Regions from separate parts of the Rattus norvegicus genome. Here region 2 is linked to region 1. The links are chromatin contacts, called in public Hi-C maps. All regions are on one chromosome and are shown on one strand. Each heading gives the region's core, a stretch centred on a gene start, on an enhancer-like site or on the middle of the called end of the contact. The rest is flanking DNA. Distances are from core to core; before and after follow the strand shown. Region 1 overlaps LOC134486606 (a long non-coding RNA gene). Region 2 overlaps Aak1 (AP2 associated kinase 1).

Region 1 (3,994 bases), core at 1,002-3,501:
GAACCTGCTTTTAAGAGAGTGGGGGTGGGGGGTGAGGGAGAGAGAGAGAAGAGAGAGGGGGTAGGGAGAAAGGGAGGTAGGAAGACAGACAGACTGGCTGACAGACAGACAGAAAGGCGGGCAGAGTTCAGCACTATATTACAAGCTTGCCTGGATGTTGCCATGGTTTTTAATGCTGTTTCACAGTAAAGTTGGTTAATTACATAACAGACCACCTCCAAAGCTTTGAGCCATGGTTCCAGCACTGCCTTAAACTGGGGCAGGTTCACAAAACTCTGAAGTGCTAGTCCCAAGGTTGCAGTGTCCCTTTCTGGGGAGCTGCTTCACAGGTATGCACTCACGTATGCTGGAGCCCTGGTTCTAAGCTCAGTGACCTGAGAAGATCATCTTAACCAGGCTCCTACCTGGGAGGAGAGTCTGTGTGCCTCTGTGGATAGTATGTGACAGAGAACATGGGCTCAGGGTGAAGGGAGAGCCAAGGCCAAGAAGAAAGGGGACAGCAAGAGGTGCAAGAACAGAGTCTGATCAAACAGCAGATTTTGAGTAAGTTAAGTGTGTAGGTACATTTTAGACGCATATAGCTTTATCCTATAAAAGCATTTATGTTTTTGTTTCTTATTCTAAAGTAATTCTTGAGGATCCCCGATGACTAATGAGAGAGCACAGTTACCACTGGGCTAGGTGAGAGAGAGGGATTTAAGTCCACAAAGATAGTAGCTCACACAAAGAGGATTCCTATAGCACTGGGTGGGTGGTCATTGGCCACTGTGAGAGGTGTCCTTGGAGCTGCCCGTTGTTACTTAAGGCAAACATACTACACTGTGAGTTGATGAATGGACAGTGAACACGGGAAACATCTGGGTTATTATTTAGGCTCTAATAGATAACTTTGTAAAAGTCTAATATTCAAATTCCTGCTCTACCACCCCTGGGTCCACACCTGAAGGAGTCCACATAAGCACAGCACACATAGCTCCCGACCCATGACTATTGATTCACTATTCACAATGCCAAGATGTGGAACCAGTCAGGGGTCCATCAATGGATGATGATGGACAGAGAAAAATGTGTCATAAACACAAGAGTGGGTAGTAGTCAGCTGTAAGGATTGAGATTGCGCCATCTGTAGGATCTGCAGGAAAACGCACAAAACCGAGACAACCACACTAAGCAAACTACATGTGGTACATTTTCTCTCACGTGGAGTCTAGATTTAAAATGAAAAATCAGGGGGTGTGTAAGATGTTAGAAGATAAAGTTGCTTGCAGCACAAGTCTGGAGGTCTGAGTCCAATCCCAGAAACCCACATAAAGATGAAGGGGGAGAACTGACTATAAAGCTGTCTTCTGGACCCTCACACAAACTCACACTGGTACCAATAATAAAAACGTGGGGCTGGAGAGATGGCTCAGCGGTTAAGAGCACTGACTGCTCTTCCAGAGGTCCTGAGTTCAAATCCCAGCAACCACATGGTGGCTCACAACCATCTATAATGAGATCTGATGCCCTCTTCTGGTGTGTCTGAAGACAGCTACAGTGTACTCATAATAAATAAATAAATCTTTCTAAAAAGAAAAGTTCAAACAGGAGGCTGAGGCAGAAGTGCCATTGAGTTCAGGGCCAGTCTGGGTCACATAGTGAGTCCTGGTCCAGCCTAGACACTCTAAAACATAAACAATAAAGAGACACATACTGAAAACAGATAAACTGAGGAGGCCCGTGGCCTTCCTCAAATATTTCAGGGTGGGAAGGAAGCTTGGTGAGGAACCCCTGGGCAGCCTCTCTACTTCTCATGCATTTTTGCTTATATATATTCATATTGTTGATTTTCAACAATAAAAGTAAAAAAGCCACCAGGCAGCGGTGGCTTACCCCTTTAATCCCAGAACTCGGGAAGCAGAGGCAGCTGAATCTCTGAGTTCCAGGACAGCCAGGACCACACAGAGAAAGCCTGTCTCAAAAAACCAACCGACCAACAAACAAACGAGTAAAAAAACCTATATACAAAGCAGAAAGTTAAACACAAAACAAGTATTACACCAGCATAGTGAACACAGGATGCAAAAGGGCTAGTGGTTCAGCTCAGTGATCAGACCTGGGCTACACCCCAGCACTGCAGTGTGTGTGTGTGTGGGGGGGGGGGGTTGTTACATAACAATCACAAGAGAAAGACAGCTCAGGAACCGTGTGGGAGGACACCAGCAGTGGAGATGACCAGCCTCATACAGCAAAGGGAGTGGGGTGAGAAGCCTGTCATTCCCACAGCTGGGGCTGCCTGGCTTGTGAAGAACCCTCCTCTCCACTCCCAGTTCACACCCTTCCCTGCCCCGGAGCTAGCTCAGGTTGTTTAATCCCTCCCTGGGCGTGGGGGCGGGACATCAGCCCTCCCAGGGTGGTCTGCTGTTCCCTCTGTAGCTTCCTTTATGTCCTCCCCACCATCCCGGAAGAGCATAAGAGTCATCGGACCTCCACACTCACGATCCCCGTTCCACACTCTCATTACACCATTTCAATGACTTCCTTTTTCTCTCTCATCTCCCAAAATAGCAAATCACATTGCTTGCCCAGATTTTCCACCTGAGTTTGTTTTTCAGTTCTGAGAGAAATCAGCTCAGCTGCGGACTGCTGTCTCAGCATCAAATGAATGGCGGTATTTAACGCTGGGACACTCAGCAGTACCGCCCTCTGGCCGCGCAGCCACCATCCTGTCAGTTTTCGCTGTGTGACAGGGAGGCAGGTGGCTCAAAACTCGAGGATGGTAAGAGCCGGGGTGTGCTTGAGTGTTTGCACTACATATGTCCCCTGAAATTTGGTGTGTGTTTATAACCATTGCAGAACAAAGTCAAGCTTACAAAGACTGGCTGGGGACTTAGTCTGTTTAGCAGTCATGGCAGAGAGATCACAGACAGGGCTATTTGTAAACTCAGATGTTTACTGTTCACAGTCCTGGCCCAAGATCAAGGCATGGACACACTGTGGGTGTGGTGAGCACTGAGGATTCACTCTGCTTCCTAGAGTACCTTGGAGTACCAGCTGGAGCACCAGTGCTCCTCCTGCCTTTTTTTTTTTTTAAAGATTTATTTATTTATTATATATAAGTACATTGTAGCTGTCTTCAGACACACCAGAAGAGGGCACTAGATCTCATTACAGATGGTTGTGAGGCACCATGTGGTTGCCTGAATTTGAACTCAGGACCTCTGGAAGAGCAGTCAGTGCTCCTAACCACTGAGCCATCTCTCCAGCACCCTCTCCTCCCTTTCTTACAAGGGCACACTGATCTGCTATTACTCACCCCTTCACTCTGGCTCCTAATCACTGCCTGGAGCCCCCCAACTTCACACTTGCCATTGGGGATTAGCTTTCCACCTGAGACACAAACATCAGATCACTGCAAGGGTAGAGAGTTTCCCAGGAGAAGTGGGTGTCTGGGAAGTGGGACTGCAAGCCACATGAACCAGGGGTGTCAATGGAAACATCACAGCTCAGCCTCAGGAGGCTGCTGCCCGGTTTAATGCACAACTGTTGCAATTAGGAAATTCTTAATTTTTTTTTTGTTTTTTTTTTTCTTTTCAAACAGGATCTGATGTAGCCCAGGCTGGTCATGAATTGGTTATAGCTTTAAAAAATTATTTATGTATATGAATGTTTTGCCTGTGTGTGTGTGTGTATGTATGTATGTATGTGTGTGTGTGTGTATGTATGTATGTATGTATATATACCAGCTGTGTGCCTGGAGCCCAAGGAAACAAAAAGAGGGTATCAGACCCTCTGGAACTCAAGTTACAGACAGTTGTGAACACCACAAGGGTGCTGGAATCCAATGTAGGTCCTCTGAAAGAGCCACGAGTATTCCTAACTGCTGAGCCATCTCTCCAGACCTTTTAATTGTACTTCCACCCTCTGACCTCTATGTACTAAGGTTTAGGATTCAGGTTTATGCCACCACTCCTAGACTCTGGGGCTTTTGTCAAAGTGGTGTGATACTTGGGAG
Region 2 (3,994 bases), core at 723-3,222, 100 kb after region 1:
ATCTACCTCAAGAAACTTCTCTGATGAGTATGGGGCACTGATGAGTGAATGTAGTAATAAGTTACCAGAGTCAGCTGTTTGTTGCTATGCTCCTTGAGTTGTCAGCAAGAGCTTACCTAAAGTGGGACTAACAACCAGAATACCTAGGACTCTGTACCTGTCTTGATCACCCTCACTGGGGACTGAAGGGAAAAGGAACTTACTGAGGGAACTGAGCAGTTTAACTCAGAAATAGTTTGGGACCTGGGAAAAGCATTTAATAGGGAAAGCTCAACTCTATGGGAACTGTTCTTTCTTTCCACCATCCATCAGTTGCCAGCCCTTTGTCGTGGTCTGGTGGCCAGTCCCTGAGCCCACCCTTCTGTATCCTGTGAACATGTCCTGACACAACTTTATGCTTTTTATAGTTTATAGTATTACTTCATAATACTCTGGTTCCATTATAAAAGTTGATGATTAGGTATAATTCATTGTGGCATGAGAGTTATACCTTAATTTAAAAACAAAGAAACCTACTGCAAGAGATGACTCAGCACTTAAGAGCTCGTACTGTTCTTCTAGAGGACCAGAGCTCGATTCCTAGCATCCATATCACATCTACCATTGTACTCTAGCCTCAGACAACCTAGTGCCTCTGGCCTCTCAGCACCTGCACGAGCACGCACACAGGTGCACAGAGACACGTAATTAAACATAAAACAGACCCTTTCAAACTTACTAATTTGTGCAGATTTAAATTTCTACCATTATTCAAGAGTCTGTTTCAGAAGTACATGCTGGTGTATTTATGATAAAATTGTATGTTTCTGTGAAAACAGTAATTGGATTTAAAAGAAAGATTGACCATGCGTGGTGTGATAACCAGGGCAAAGCGAGATTTCTGAAGAGCTCCTTAGTTGTTGTTTGTTGTTTTTGCCTCTGTTTGACAGAATGCATAATAGAAACTTAAATATGTACTTTGTTATTTTTGGTATTTCCACAGCTTTTGTTTATTCCAATATATTGCTTCACCTGGTGCATTTTAAGGAGTTCCGCCTTTACATTGTGAGTTATTTAAAACAAGAAACAGAATAGTTTGACACACCGCTTAACCTGCAGAAAGTAGTTCATTAAGTGGGTGAAATGAATGTTTGCTGGTGGCAGAATCAGATCCACGTGAGTCACCTAGAGGTGGTTCCATAGTGCTCAGACTTTAAAGCCATTGTAAAGCATAACTAAGAGTTAGGTGCAGTGAGAGCCTAAAACTAAGCGTATTTGGGAATGACCAAATACTGCAGAACCAGCCAGCTACCCCCAAGGCTCAAGACCACAGGGGCCTGTCTGCCGTGGGCCTAAGGTCCTCTGTTTGCACAGGGAAGGTTCCTGGATATTTCTGGCCTCTGCTTCCTTCTCCTTCATTTCTTCCTTCCAGTACTCCTCTGCCTTCTCTTTCTAACCCTTCCCACACACTTGCTCCATGCTTATTTAGCTGCCCCACACCTTCGCATCTCTCTGCTGCTACTCCATCTCTTCCTAGAATGCCCTTCCTAGTTTACCCAGGTTAGAAAAGCAGTCCCATTCTTTCCCCTTCTCCAGGGATGGCTTTGTGCTAGTGGAGAAACCAAGAAGCACAAGTTGCATGGGATCATGTTCTGGCCCAGTGGTGCATTAACATGACAGTTTGTTTTTGTTTCTATTTAGATTTTATTTTATCAAAGCTAAGTCAATGAGGTAACAACACATCAGGCAGGCCCACACCATCCTCCTGTGCCACCTCAGGATCCTAGAGGTCATCATGGTAGTTGATTCTTTGAATGTACTTCCCAAACCACTTTAGTTGTTGGTTTTTACTTCCTGTGAGGCACTGTTCCCGTGGGATATCAGGATGTAGCTGCTTTCACCCTGCAGGCATCACGTCTGAGGTATTAGCCTTACCCGCACCCCACGTTTTTTGGAGCGCTGGTCAGTTTTGGCAGAGGTTTGCTCTGCTGAGTTTGGCTTTCACTTTGCTGTTAGAGGGATCTGCTGCTGGTGCATCTGCTGGGCCGTCAGCACTGCCACTTTCCCATGTGGCCATTCTCATTAGGATTTGTCTTTGTTCCTCCTCTGCTCTCAGTGTTCTGTATCCATTTCCACAGTGTAATTCCAGGCTCTCCTCGCTTAGTATGCTGCTTTGAATATGCTTGGGCAGGAAGTGGCACTATTTGGAAGCGTGGCCTTGTTGGAGGAAGTGTGTCACTGTGGGCATGGCTTTAAGGCCCTCCTCCTAGCCGCGAGGAAGCCAGTCTTCTAGCAGCTTTCAGATAAAGATGTAGAACTCTCAGCTCTTCCTATACTATACCATGCCTGCCTGGATGCTGCCATGTTCCTGCCTTGATGATAATGAACTGACTGAAACTGTAAGCCAGTCCCAATTAAATGCTGTCCTTAAAAGAGTTGCTATGGTCACGGTGTCTGTTCACAGCAGTAAACCCTAACTGAGACACTCAGCAAGTCATGTTTTAAATGTATAACTAGTTTTCTGCTGGAACCGTCTGAGGCCTTGTCCTGGGAGCCTGACCGGATGGACCCACCCTGGTAATAACTCCTAGCTGGAATTCTCTGGAAACAGCTTGTTCCTATTGTGGAGTTCCCTAGTCTCCTCTACCTTGGCCTCCCTTTTGGTTAGTCTCCCTAGCCTATTTTCTCCTTCACCTTTCCTTCTGTGGAGGCGATCACCCAACAGCTTCTCCATATGGATTGGGCTTTTGGTGTCAAATTGAAGGAGTTTTTGTTTAGCCCTCAATTCTGAAGAGTTTCTTCTATTTTTTTTCCTCTAAAATTTTAGTTTTGCATTTGTCCATGAACCATTTTTAGTTCACTTTTACATAAGCCTTGAGACTGTTGTTGAAGTTCAGCTTTTTGCTTATGAGTGGCGAATTGTTCTAGCAGCAGTTTTGAAGAGGACCCCTGCTCTCCTGGGTGTGAAATGTCACCTGAACTGAATTGTAGCTTAGTAGTAGCATTCTTGTCTACATATACAAAGCCCTGGGTTTGACTCCCAGAACCCCCCACCCCCACCCCAGACACTTCAATTGTGGGGATCCATTATTAGGCCTTTCTTTGTTCTCTTTATCACCTGGATGTGTATCTTTCCACCTATTTCTTCTAGTCTCGTTCATTGTAGCTACATAGTAACACACACACACACACGCACGCACGCACACGCACATGCACACTCTCATACATACACACACTGCCCCTGACAGAGTCTTATGCTGTAGCCTTGGGTTACCTTAACTGTGTAGCCTTGAACTCCTAATTCTCCTGCCTTAATCTACCAAGTTCTGGTATTATAGGTATTGCTACCATATCATGCTCTCAAACAAGATTCTCTCAGATTTTCCTCAGAATGCTTTAAAATATTCTAGCCTATAGTATATTAGTTTCTTTTCTCACCAGTGTGACAAATGCCTAATAAAAGAAACTTAAGGATTTTGGCTCATGGTTTAAGAAGATCTACTGTTGTCATGGAAAGGAAGACATGATGGCAGGAATATGAGGCATCTGGTCACACTGTTTCTAGGCAGGAAGCAAAGAGACAGGAAGCGGGGTTAGTTCATACAAACTCAGAGCCCATTCCCGGTGACCCGCTTTCTGTAGCAGAGACTTACCTCCTTACAAAATAGCAGTGCCAGGTGGGGATTGACTATTCAAACATCAAAGTAAGCCTGCGAGGGTATCTCACATTCAAGTCACACAATATACATTCTGGACTTTTCTTTTCTTTTCTTTTCTTTTCTTTTCTTTTCCTCTCCTCTCCTCTCCTCTCCTCTCCCCTCCCCTCCCCTCCCCTCCCCTCCCCTCCCCTCCCCTCCCCTCCTCTCCTCTCCTCTCCTTTCTTTTCTTTTTTTCTGGAGCTGAGGACCGAACCCAGGGCCTTGTGCTTGCTAGGCAAGTGCTCTACCACTGAGCTAAATCCCCAGCCCCAATAATCTGGAATTTTGATAGGAAGAGTATAAAACCTGTATTTCTA

The links. A called contact is a pair of places that touch in the nucleus more often than the background predicts.
Region 2: a Hi-C map of psoas muscle shows a contact between it and region 1, with 2.4 times the contacts expected there. The contact joins two enhancer-like sites. A contact is called at or near these places in 10 of 12 Hi-C or Micro-C datasets (the A7r5 cell line, Schwann cells, frontal cortex and 6 more).

The regions. Positions count from the first base shown.
Region 1 is chr4:120,829,285-120,833,278 of GRCr8, forward strand. All of the region lies in intron 1 of LOC134486606 (a long non-coding RNA gene), which reads right to left. Among named protein-coding and RNA genes, the nearest start is that of Aak1, 27 kb to the right of the region's middle. Within about 2 kb of position 2,252, at least 37 of the 93 cell types and tissues checked have an H3K27ac peak or open chromatin away from gene starts, as enhancers often do.
Region 2 is chr4:120,932,484-120,936,477 of GRCr8, forward strand. The region is part of intron 2 of Aak1 (AP2 associated kinase 1); the gene reads left to right. Among named protein-coding and RNA genes, the nearest start is that of Aak1, 76 kb to the left of the region's middle. Within about 2 kb of position 1,973, at least 3 of the 93 cell types and tissues checked have an H3K27ac peak or open chromatin away from gene starts, as enhancers often do.